3 separate regions of the Zea mays genome follow, and regions 1 and 2 are each linked to region 3. The links are chromatin contacts, called in public Hi-C maps. All regions are on one chromosome and are shown on one strand. The core of a region is the stretch at or near the end of the contact, and the rest is flanking DNA. Distances in the headings are between cores, read along the strand shown.

Region 1 (3,615 bases), core at 946-3,445, 340 kb before region 3:
ACGCCGATCACCATGCCCTCGTCGAACCCGCACGTCGCCTCCTGCAGCGCCGCGAGGGGGATCCGGTACCCGGCACCGGCGCTCTGCCCGAGCGTGACCGTGTTGTTCCTGGCGCCTGCGCTGCTGCTCTTGCCGAAGCTGCGCGAGTGCGACCGGGATCCCAGCGCGCTCTCCGAGAACGCGACCCAGGTGCTCGACGGCTTCTTCTCTGGCTTCTTCCTTCGTCGTCGCAACATGAGGACAATGAGCGCGACAGCCATCACCACGGTGATGACCCCCGCGATGGCCGAACCAGCGATGATTGCGGTGACGGTCTTCTTCTTTGAACCGCTCTGCGACGAGTCCGCGCCGCCGCCGGTGCTCCCGACCATTCTCATGATCTCGAGGCCGTTGAGGACGCCGTCTGGGTACGCGTTGCCCAGCGTGGACGTCCCGATGCTCACGGTGATGTTGCCCTTGGCGTCCTTGGCGCTGAGCACGAAGTCCTTGTATAACGGCACGGCCGGGACGCTGAAAGTGTCTCTGGAGATCTCGTAGTCCGGCAGCACATTCCACCCGCCTACGTAGACGTTGAAGACCAACCCGTTCGCCGCCTTGCTGACGATGTCGCAGAAGTGTAGCCGGAGCAGGTACGCCGACCCCGGCGCGGCCTGGAGCTTCCACGTCATGTTAAACTGCACGCTTATGGTGCTGGCGGACACCAGGTTGGTGTTGATCTCCGTCGCTGTAGCGTAGACCATGCCTGGCGCCGTCTCGGGCGTCGCCAAGCCTGGCGTCCACCGGAGCTTCGACGGCGCCACATCCCTGTGCACCGTGACCGAACTGTCGACCAGGAAGGCTTCGTCGGGAAGCCACGTCCTTCCCAGCGTGTCGTTCCTGGGCGTGATCTTGGGAGAGCCCATGTTGACCCTGTTAACCGTCTCGAGCGCCTGCGTGGACAGCCCCGCGTAGCGGCCCATGGGGCTCACCGTCTGCGCCGTGTCCGCGAACAGGTCGTCGGGGTGCGACACGACCTCGATGGCGTTGACGAACGCCACCTTCCCCGCCGCCGCCGGCGCGAACGCGACCGCCAGCGTGCCGCCGGCGACGTTGACGGAGAACTCCCGGACCGCGGGCGTGCCGTTGGCGGGCGCGTACCCGTCGATGAGCAGCAGGCCCTGCGCGGACACGCTGAACTCGGCGTCCGCGGCGAGGTCGCCGGACCCGTACCGGAAGGGGAAGAAGTGGAGGCGCACGAAGTGGCGCCCGGGACTCTTGATCGCGAACGTGTACGAGGACGGCGCCGCGAAGACGCGCGCGGACCGGTACAGCGCCGCGTCGTCGGAGCCGCTGGCCGCCGACGCGCTGGCCTCGGAGCCCCGGGGCGCCGGCAGCACGGCCGCCGCGGGGAGGCCGTCGTCCCCGAGGAACGTCCTGCCGTCGACGGTGGCGTTCGCCGCCGTGCCGCAGAGCACGAGGTAGTCGTCCGCCGGGGTGAACGCGGCGGCCACCAGCGCGGGCAGCAGCAGCAGCACGACGGCGACCCGCAGGAGCGTGTCGAGGACGGCGCGAGCCATGGACGTGGCGGAAGGGAGTGGCTCTAGAAGCAGCTCATGGACCTGTCCCTGGAAGTGGAACAGAGACGTCGAGGGTTGCAGTTGCAGGCAGCATGAATCAAGGCCCCATGGGAGTCATGGTGGATGGTTGGTTACTTAGCACAGGACAGGAGCTGCTGCTGTTTGGCGGCGTGCTGAGAGTGAATCTGCGAACTGGCAGGACAGGGGCAGCAGCTAGTAGGTACCCTAAGAGCTGCCTACCCACAGGAACGCGGAACCGGTGCTCGGTGATTGGAGATTTGGTTAGCCATGGAGGTAATATTGGGGAGGGAGGTGGTGGAGCTTTTGGTTAGTGGGGAAAGCATATCACTGTCATTTTCCGAGGATCTGAGCTAGAGGATGGCTTTAGATATTTTACCAGGACCAGGAGCCTTTTTTTTTAATTCTGCCATTTTTTCGTGGTTTACAGGTCCCTCGGCCGCTTGTGCGCTTGCTCACGTCGACCTCAGCGAATTTCAATTCAGCAGCTACAAAATGGCAGGTGAAAACGAGGCATCGAGAAGAGCATACATACACATGCCTTTTCAGGGACCAAGGAATTCTCGTTTCTGCGGCAGAACGACGGCAAATTATTATTTCTATCTCTAGGCCTGGCTGGTGGCTGGTGGCTGGTGGTGGACTGGTGGTGGTGCTCTGCTTTCGCAGCTCGCGAGGTGGTGGTGGGAAGGACCGCGGAAGCCTCCAGCGGCCCGCGTCGTCCGCCCCGCGCAACCCGACCAGTCGTCACCAGAGTGCAGTGGGCATGGCAGGCGGTCGTCGTTGTCGTGCGCCCCACCACCAGACGAGATCATACGCTAGCTGCCGGTGCAGGGTGCACACGTTTCAGGTTCGTTAGATCCGTACTAGTAGATGGCACCGATGGAATTGGGGATTGATTGGCACACTGGATCGGACTCGGAACCGTATATCCATTAAAATTTGAGGGAAATAGCTAGTGGCTGCACCGCGATACTTTCTCTGTCCCTCACAGACACAAGTCTGTCTGATGACTGATGTAGCATACGCGGGCGGATGGCAGACGAGGCTGCTGGCGTGTTTCGCGTGCGCGCGGGGGGGAGGAGAAACAGAAACCGGCGTGTGGACTGGACACACGACGACACAAGGGCCGGGAAACATGGAGGATAAAGCGCGGCGGAAGGAGGCGTGAACGCCGCCAGCCACCAGTACGCGTCGCGTCGCGTCGGTGCCGCGAGAGGGACACGGCACGGGGCACCGTCTCGCCCTAGGAGGCCCTACGCCCACGCGAGTTGACCGGCGATGCATGGATGGCGAAGACTGTCGGGGTGTGCAGCTGGATGCAGGGGCGCGAGCGGAACGGTGACTGACGCGGCATCTCTCTTCCAATGAAGTATATCTGCGGAGGTTATGTTGCCGCTCGACTTCCACGAAGACAGACTTGGTCAATCTGACCATGACATGTGTGACCTCACTCTCTTTCTCTGTTACAACTAACGGAGCTACTAGTGTCGTTAGATTGTTTCAGACCTACAAACAATACAAGGGGCTTTAGGCAAGCAGGGTTGGCGGGCGGCGACTTACAAAAGTCCTTGAGGACTAATTTGGTGCTTATGGATCACGGGAGGATTCACGAGTAGCAATCTCCTTGTTATTCAATTTTGAATAGGAAGAGGATTTCTCCTCTGTGGATTCCTCGTGATCTCTGATCACCAAACCTGTCCTAAAGGGAGGTATTTCCATGGTCCAGATTTCATGTGTGCAATGAGAAAGAATCATGCATCCATTGCAAGCTGGGTTGATTAGAGGAGTGGCAAATGTTCTAAGGTTCGAGGGTGATAGCTGGGTCTCGTCTCTAAACATTTTGATGGCTGGCCAATCACACCCAGGGGGAGATCAAGAGCTTCTTCATGTCTTGGATTTGATTATAACGTCGGGATTGTGGAATGCCATCTAATTCAGGGCTTGTTCAGATTAAATAGGAGGAGATTTAATCTCCTTCGATCTTTGGAAAGAGCTGTGGGATGCTCTTGTTGGAAAGTTTGGAGTTACTGACGCTGGTAGC
Region 2 (3,643 bases), core at 825-3,324, 300 kb before region 3:
CATGGGCAGGGGCATTTGTCAGTTCGTCTCCGGGTGTCTGCATCTCGTCTCCAGGCTTTCCTTTCCGCGTTTTGATTGCTTATCTGGTGGATGGAAGACGTAATTTTTTTTTGTTTGCATGGTTCAAGTGGATCGTTCGTGGTCTAACCACCGTTGCTACCACATGCAGATGGTTCAAGTCGACTCTGTGACGGGCGTCCACGACAGCACACCACGCCTTGCATACGGTCCCACGTGTGAGACTGGGCCAATCGACAGACTAATGTACGTCGGCCGAACCGAAGGATGCCAAGCCAATCATGGGCCTTGCCAAACCAATTGGGCCCAGTTAGCGAGCGACCGATCTGCTCGAAAGCCCATTAGCCCAACCTCTCGTAATGTGCAGTCCTCACTTTTTTTTTATTTGGTTCTTGCAATAGAATGAGCTGATTCATTCTTACCTTATTTTTTATAAGCTAATAATCGTGAGAAATAAGTTCTTTATATTAAAATTTATTGGATAAACTTATAATACATCATCTCATAAATTATAAAGATGAATCATAAGTAGGGATGAAAACGGTAATCCGAACTGTTAGAACAAATTTAATATTTTAAAATAGATATGCATAAAATTTAATGTTGATCTTTTCTTATGTTATCAAGCACATTAGTACAAATATGAATAAAATATTACACAAATTGTTTTATGTATTATTTTCTTCCTACAACACGAAACGTTGAAAAAATTACCGAATTTGTTTCCGAATCCATACCGAAGTTTATATCTATTATTTGAGAAAATATAGGATGAATTTGAGGTTTACCTTTTATGAATATTTACAAGCTGGATGTTAAAAACAAGAATACAAATTTGTATTGTAGATTATATATCCTATTTATTCGCAATAAAAGAAAAACGACTAAAAAACTGACTACCGAATAAATACCGTTTCCGACCGTTTTCATCCCTAATCATAAGTGACTCTACCAACTAAACACGCCTAGTGTAGAACCAAACACACCGGTAGTGTAGCAGAGCGCAGAGCCGTGTACGTAACTTTGTTCGTTTTCCTTGTCACGTCATGTTCACTGGGACTGGCATTGACCTGCAAATATGACAAGTGCAAGCGGACGCCGCACGTATATATATGCATACATTTTTGTCTTGGGCACAATGCCACTGTGACGTTGCATGGGAAAGTCAACCTCCTCTTTTAACCGTCTGCAGCGTCATCCTTTTATTTTTATATTTTTTTTTTGCCTTTGTTCTTTTTCCTCAGCTTTAGTTGACAGCAGAGAGATCACAGACGCTAAAAAAGAACGCAAAGGAACAAAAGAAGCTCTCTCACTCAGCCCGGCATCCCTTTTCTCTGCGCAAAGGTGTTCACCCTAGCTTTGTCAACCTACGCTTTTGTTTTTGTTTTTTTTAGTAAAACTCATTCGTGCTCCTCCCCGTCCCTCATCTTGCGAGGAGTAAAAAAAAAACCGGTAACAATCTCGTGTTCCCAGTAGTTCCTGCTGACTTTGATTCTGACACGACCTGTGAAAGAAGAAAGAAAAATGTGCAGCAGTGCCAAGTAAAAACAGCCAAGAACTCGTCATCCATCCCCCGCCAGTCCAGCCACTGACCCTCTCTCTTCATTCTCCAACCAAAATTTGAGGAGAGCCATGCAGGGGACACAGTACTGTTTGTGTGACTAATACAATCTCACAAGTACATAGACCTGGTTATAGCCTGCTTTGGTATTTGGTAATTGTGGTAGAATATGGGCGGCGTACACTATACTGTACAGTGTACAATAACCAGTGCATGACACAGAGCACAAGTCTCTCCACAGAGAAGCTGGAGCTGTACAGTGTACTGTGGAGTGAGGTGAGCACAAGACAAACCCTGGAATCATTCATCATCCAGCCACTGAGCCAGCCTCCAAGACAAGGGCCCACCTGCCTAGACCCACCACCACACACCCCCACCCATTCTGTTTTCTTGGATCCCTCCCTGCCACACTGCCGGTGCCGCTGCTACTGGCCAGTGGCCACTGCCATTGCTTGCCCTTGCCCATAAATTTTTTCAAACCCCTGACGCTGCCTCCCCACATCTTCTTCTTCTCCCCAAATTCGCCCGGCCCGTCGTCGGGAGCAAGGCAGCAAGCAATGTGCCCCAGAGCCACGGACCAGCTCTGCGGCGCCGCGATGGCTAGCGTGTGTTCGTTGGTGGAGGAGGAGTACATCGACCTGGATCTCAGTTCGTGCGGGGAGCTGGAGTTCCGGGTGCGCCGGAGCGGCGCGTCGGACGAGCTCCTCTGCCGCGGTAGTAGGCTGCAGCCGCCGGCGCCACCGAGGCCTGGCGGCAAGGCGCAGGAAGTTGACGTCGGCGGCGGCGGCGGATGTGGTGGCGCCGGCAGGAGGAGCGCCGCGACGGTGGCGCCGCTGCAGCACTCGCACTCCGCGGGGTTCCGCGACGACACGCAGCCCGTGGCGGCGAGGCTGCGCACCGAGTGCTCCCGCCGCAGGAAGGCGGCGCGGACGGTGCACGCGAAGCTGCTGGCGTCGCGGGCCTTCTTCCGGTCCTTGTTCGCCAGGACTACCCCGTGCTCCGACGAGCAATGCCGCGGCGCCGAGGTCCGGGCCAGCACCAGAGCGGCGCCACCACCCGGCGAGACGAAGAGCGACTGCTGCAAGGCGGCGTTTGCCCAGATCAATAACGGCTACGGCTACGGCTACCACAGCGGCAGGGCGGCGCCGACCACCCTGCGGAGCAGCATCGAGCAGGAGAAGCTGATGGACGAGGAGGAGCTCGCCGCCGCCGCCCGGCAGCGCAAGTCCTTCTCCGGCGTGATCAAGTGGCGGCACGCGGCAGCGGCGCCTCCCGCCGCGGCGCCGGCGAAGCCTCTGTCGTCGTCGTCCTCGGCGAGGAGGAGCTCCGGGGCTGGCGGCGGGCCGGCGCTGAAGCGGAGCAGCAGCGCCCGGTCGGAGTCGGAGGGGCTGATCCAGGGCGCCATCGCCTACTGCAAGCGCTCGCAGCAGCAGCTGGGGCTCGCCAGGAAGAGCGTCAGCGACGCCGGCGCCTCCGCGCCTTCCTGGCCGGCTCGATCGGCCGTAACAGCAGCAGCCTACTGCCACTAGCCGTGAGCCCCGTGACGTGTGCAAAAAAAAAAAAACAATGGATACCGAAAGCGAAGTGACCACCACCACATGAGCAGTAATGTGAAGTTTGTGCTGTCTTTTCCCGCATATATGCATCCAGACACGCGTGGGATTTCAACTCCAGTTTCTTCTTCTTCGTCCGTCAGTCAGTCATCGCGGCGATTCATTCACGTATGCATTTAGGTTTCGTAGATGTCGCCATCACTGCAAGTGTTAGCAACAAGAGAATAAAAACAGGACCACGGGTTGTCTTGGTCGGCGTTACTCTCCTGGTCTGCCTGCCGTTGCTGGCTGGCTGGCTGGCTGAGAGGATTGCCTGGCCAGCTGCCGCTCATTCAGTGCGATGGCCAGAATAGGGACTAGTCTGAACGGCAGAGCAACTACGAACAACAGTAGTACGTACTGGCACTAGTGACACAGCTGCTCTCAAGAAAGACGCAGGCAGGGGCCGATGCCCGCCGGGGGAATTGGTGGAGTGGATGATCGGCATGATGGGCGGGCGGATCGCCGAGGG
Region 3 (3,801 bases), core at 849-3,348:
CGCGCGTCTGCCGCGTCTGCTCCAGCTGCGAGTGCACCTCGTGCTTGATGTCGCTCACCTGCTGCTTCAGCTCGCGCGCCTGCTTGTTGCCGCCGCCGCCGCCGCCGCAGGGGCTAATGGCGCGCGCCGACTGCACGCCGTGCTCAGCCAGGAGTTCCGCCGCGTCCGTGTTGCCCATCTTCTCCGCCGTGTCCAGCGGGGTCTCGCGGGACCGGTTGATCGCCCTGACGTCCGTGTCGGGCATCGTGACCAGCCGCCTGATGATCTCGTGCCGCGCCTTGCGCGCCGCGATGTGCAGCGCGGTGTTGCCCTTGCTGTCCGTCTGGTTGAGCAGCGCCGGCTCGGCGGCCAGGAGCGCGTCGACGAGGTCCAGCCTGGTGCCCTTGGCGGCCATGTGCAGCGCGGTCTGGCCCTTCTTGTCCGTGCGCAGCGCGATGCTGGGCTCCGCCTCCAGCAGCGCGCGCACCACCTCCACGTGGCCGTTCCGCGCCGCCGAGTGCAGCGCCGTCTTGCCGTTGCTGCGCGCGATCAGCGCCAGGCTCCCGTCCACCTCCAGCAGGAGCCTCACCACGTCCATGTGCCCCTGCGTCGCCGCCGTGTTCAGCGCCGTCGTGTTGGAGGAGTCCACCGTCATCGACAGCTGCGGCAGCGCCCGCAGCAGCTCCCTCACGACGTCTGTGCAGTGCATGATGGGTCATCGATCGAGAGGGGCAATGGCGACCATGCATGCATGCGTGCACGAGAAAGGAATGGAAAACCAATCAATCAATACCTACATCCCCTTGCTTGGCGGCGATGTGGAGCGCGTCGTAGCCGCTGCGGGCCTTGATGCCGGCGGTGGCGACGTCGTGGTACTTGATCATCTCGGCCACCAGGGCCACGTACCCGTACTCGGCGGCCACGAACAGCGGCGTCTCCCCGGCCTGGTTCTGCCTGGACAGCAGCGCCCCGAGCTCCTCGGCGTCCTTGCCGGACATCATCTGCCGCATGGACTCGAGCTGCCCGGCGCGCGCCGCCGCGTGCATCGCCGTGTCGTCGCGCTTCCCCGTCAGCTGCTTCGTCATCTTCTTGCGGCGCGTCGCCGCCTGCGCCGCCCTCGGCGAGTCCATCGCCGGCTGCGGCCTGTCCTCGCCGCTGGTTTGGTTCGTCTTCGCTTCCATCAAATCAAACTCGGGGGCACGGCGTCGCAGCAATGGCTGAAATGACAACCCACGTTACTCCATTAGCGCGTCTAGCGGCATTTTCTCCCGCCTTTTGCCTCCACTTGGCCAAATTACCTACTACATGGAGTAATTTTTTTTGCTTTTGGTTTCTCCCAAATCAGTGTAGCCCTGTCTCAAAAACAATAACTTTAGCTACCCAATCCCAGCTCAACGTGGAAATAAAATCTATGAACGGAAAAGGAGTGACGAAAAGGTCGACGAGGGGGAGGAAGTGTGAATGAATCAATTGTAAAAAGGAGGGCATGCAATGCAAGTGCGATACCCACACAAAAGCACGCCAATTTGCGTCAGAAAAACACACAAATAAATTGGGCTACTACAGATCTAGATAGCAAACTAAACGATCGCAACGACGCGGCTAAGCAACGCCCGTCGACCTCTCAATCATCGCCCCGTTCCCCTGACGACGCAAGGCAATGCGAAGCGATCACCGCGGAAAGCCGCCTCGATTCGTTCCACCTCAGACCTCCTCGGCACGAAAAGGCAGCGGGAAGCAAAAAATCAAGCAGCAATGGAACGCATGATGGGGATCCGTGATCCGCGTCCGAAATATAGAATCCGGCCGGGACGCCATGCATGCGTGCCCCCCCCCCCCCCCCCCCCCCGGCCCATCTCTCTCCGCGAACAGGAACTGGGCGGCGGCGGGCAGGGCAGGGCAGACAACGCACACATGGGTGGCTGCCGGAACCCCGCCAAAGAAAAAAAAAATACATACCGGCGTGACGAGCTCTGCGGCGCATCCTCCAGCGCGCTCCCGGCGTGCATGTGAGGCATGGGGCCCCTACTAATCCGCAGGGGGCAGAGGCGGATGATGCGAGGAAGAAGACAAGGGGCCGGGCTGGCCGATCGCCGCCGCTAAATAAATCGCAAGTTGAATGAGCAGGAATGGGATCGAAATTCTTGGTTCGTTTGTTTTTTTGCCCCCCTCTTTTGTCTGTTTTCTACTTGTTTTTTGAAGAAGGAAAAAAAAAGGATCTCTCTGTCTACTCGTTTTCTTCTGCCTAAATTAAGAAACGACCACGGAGCCGCGCGGGGGTGTCTGGTTCAGAGCTCGCTCGTGTTGAGACGAAGTTGGTGCATGATCGCTCGCTGCAGATGTTAGGTGGCGACCTGACTCTTGCTTCGATTTGTTTTACTACCTTGGTTTCTTCGGCTTCGGTCGTGCACTCGTGCTCATGCCATCGTTGCTCCTTCTTCTTCTTCTGGTATTTAATTTTGCTGCTCGTGTGCGTGCACGGTGCGCCTGTCTTTAAAATTTCTGTGGATGTCGTTTTCGTGTCCATCCCCGAGGAGGGAGCCGGTCCACGCATTCCTCTACCACGTCTTTCGATTGGGTGATGTCGGACGGAGCGGTTGTTTCGGAATATAATTTGGACGAGAGCTCAGCTCAGCTCAGCGCCGCAGAGGAGGAAAAGAAAGGTGGGCGGCGACCGTTGACGCGGCACGGGTCACGACTCACGAGTGCAGTGCAGCCTCACGCATTGACGCGGCTTCTGGCAGCTTCTGGCCAAAAAAACTGTTGCGGACTACCAAATGCTCAGATTTTCAGCCAGATTTTATAAAATTCGTTGGAGCAAAAACTATCCAAAATCAACATAAACACATAATCGGTTGAGTCGTTGTAACAGTAGGAATTCGTCGCTTTAGATCCTGAGTCCTATGAATAATTTTATCTTCCTCCACACGTAATCATAATAATATTCAGATTCTCCACACAGCCATATTCTCCACACAGAACTGAACCAAACAAAACCGATGATAGCAAACGAGATGAACGACCGAATATTATATATATTTATCGGCAATGACATGAAGTATTTGTTATTGTGTCTTTCTCTGAAGCAAAGTATTAGAAAGCCTGGGTCTGTACATGCAATATGCATAAACATACCACCACAAAAGCGTGTCCTTTTAGGTCTAGGAAGCTTTAATTTATTAATTTACAGGATCTGCATATGCGTCTTTAAATCTCCAAAGCGGAATCTCGTGCTGGTGGTGGCGCACTGAACGACCTCCATCATCATCTATCTATATCCGCCCCCGCGAGCTTACGTAGTCGCGAAGGAACGAAAGCGAGAGTACGTAGAGAGTACCATTATCGGTAACAAACTTGCAGCCACCACCTGCTACAGGCACAGCGTGGTGTTTTACCTACCTATCATCTTATTCGACCTGAGGCTTTTGTCCTGCTTAATTATGTTGATAGCAAAAACCTTCCAATGGACCAATCATGTACAATAAACGTTGACTGAGAGTAGACAAGCCAGCTGAGTCTGCCATCAGTGCCTTCAGCTCACACGGCTTTCACGCTTTGGTGTCATGCGTACGTACACCTCCTCTCTGGTGTCAGTTTCCTTCTAGATCCCCTGACGACTCTCAAGTTCCACACATGGGGTTTTCAGCCAGACGCCAAGCTCCCATCTCCCTAATCTACTTGGCCAGATGCCTCTTCCTCATTTTCCCGTCTCCATCATGCGTCCAAATTCCAAGTGCAGTCCAGCCCCAGGGTGTCCTGTCCTACAGAGAGAGAGAGAGAGCACCAAGCAACGGAATATCAGAAGGGGCAATTTTTTTCTCA

The links. A called contact is a pair of places that touch in the nucleus more often than the background predicts.
Region 1: a Hi-C map of leaf shows a contact between it and region 3, with 5 times the contacts expected there. The contact joins the promoter of LOC103634478 here to the promoter of LOC100383028 in region 3. A contact is called at or near these places in 5 of 25 Hi-C or Micro-C datasets (bundle sheath, ear, leaf and 1 more) and 1 of 3 datasets of contacts at active chromatin or transcription factors (seedling).
Region 2: a contact with region 3 is called in a Hi-C map of endosperm, with 2.3 times the contacts expected there. The contact joins the promoter of LOC100192870 here to the promoter of LOC100383028 in region 3. A contact is called at or near these places in 6 of 25 Hi-C or Micro-C datasets (ear, endosperm, leaf and 2 more) and 2 of 3 datasets of contacts at active chromatin or transcription factors (leaf and seedling).

What each region holds. Positions count from the first base shown.
Region 1 is chr1:42,703,491-42,707,105 of Zm-B73-REFERENCE-NAM-5.0, reverse strand. LOC103634478 (receptor-like protein kinase HERK 1) reads right to left here and starts at 2,195. Exons shown (of 1, transcript XM_008656103.4): 1 at 1-2,195. The coding sequence starts at 1,556.
Region 2 is chr1:42,666,728-42,670,370 of Zm-B73-REFERENCE-NAM-5.0, reverse strand. LOC100192870 reads left to right here and starts at 2,074. Exons shown (of 1, transcript NM_001138059.2): 1 at 2,074-3,382. The coding sequence starts at 2,137. The coding sequence ends at 3,108.
Region 3 is chr1:42,362,547-42,366,347 of Zm-B73-REFERENCE-NAM-5.0, reverse strand. It overlaps LOC100383028 (Ankyrin repeat-containing protein), which reads right to left and starts at 2,098. Exons shown (of 3, transcript NM_001349060.1): 1 at 1,939-2,098; 2 at 773-1,196; 3 at 1-675. The coding sequence starts at 1,160.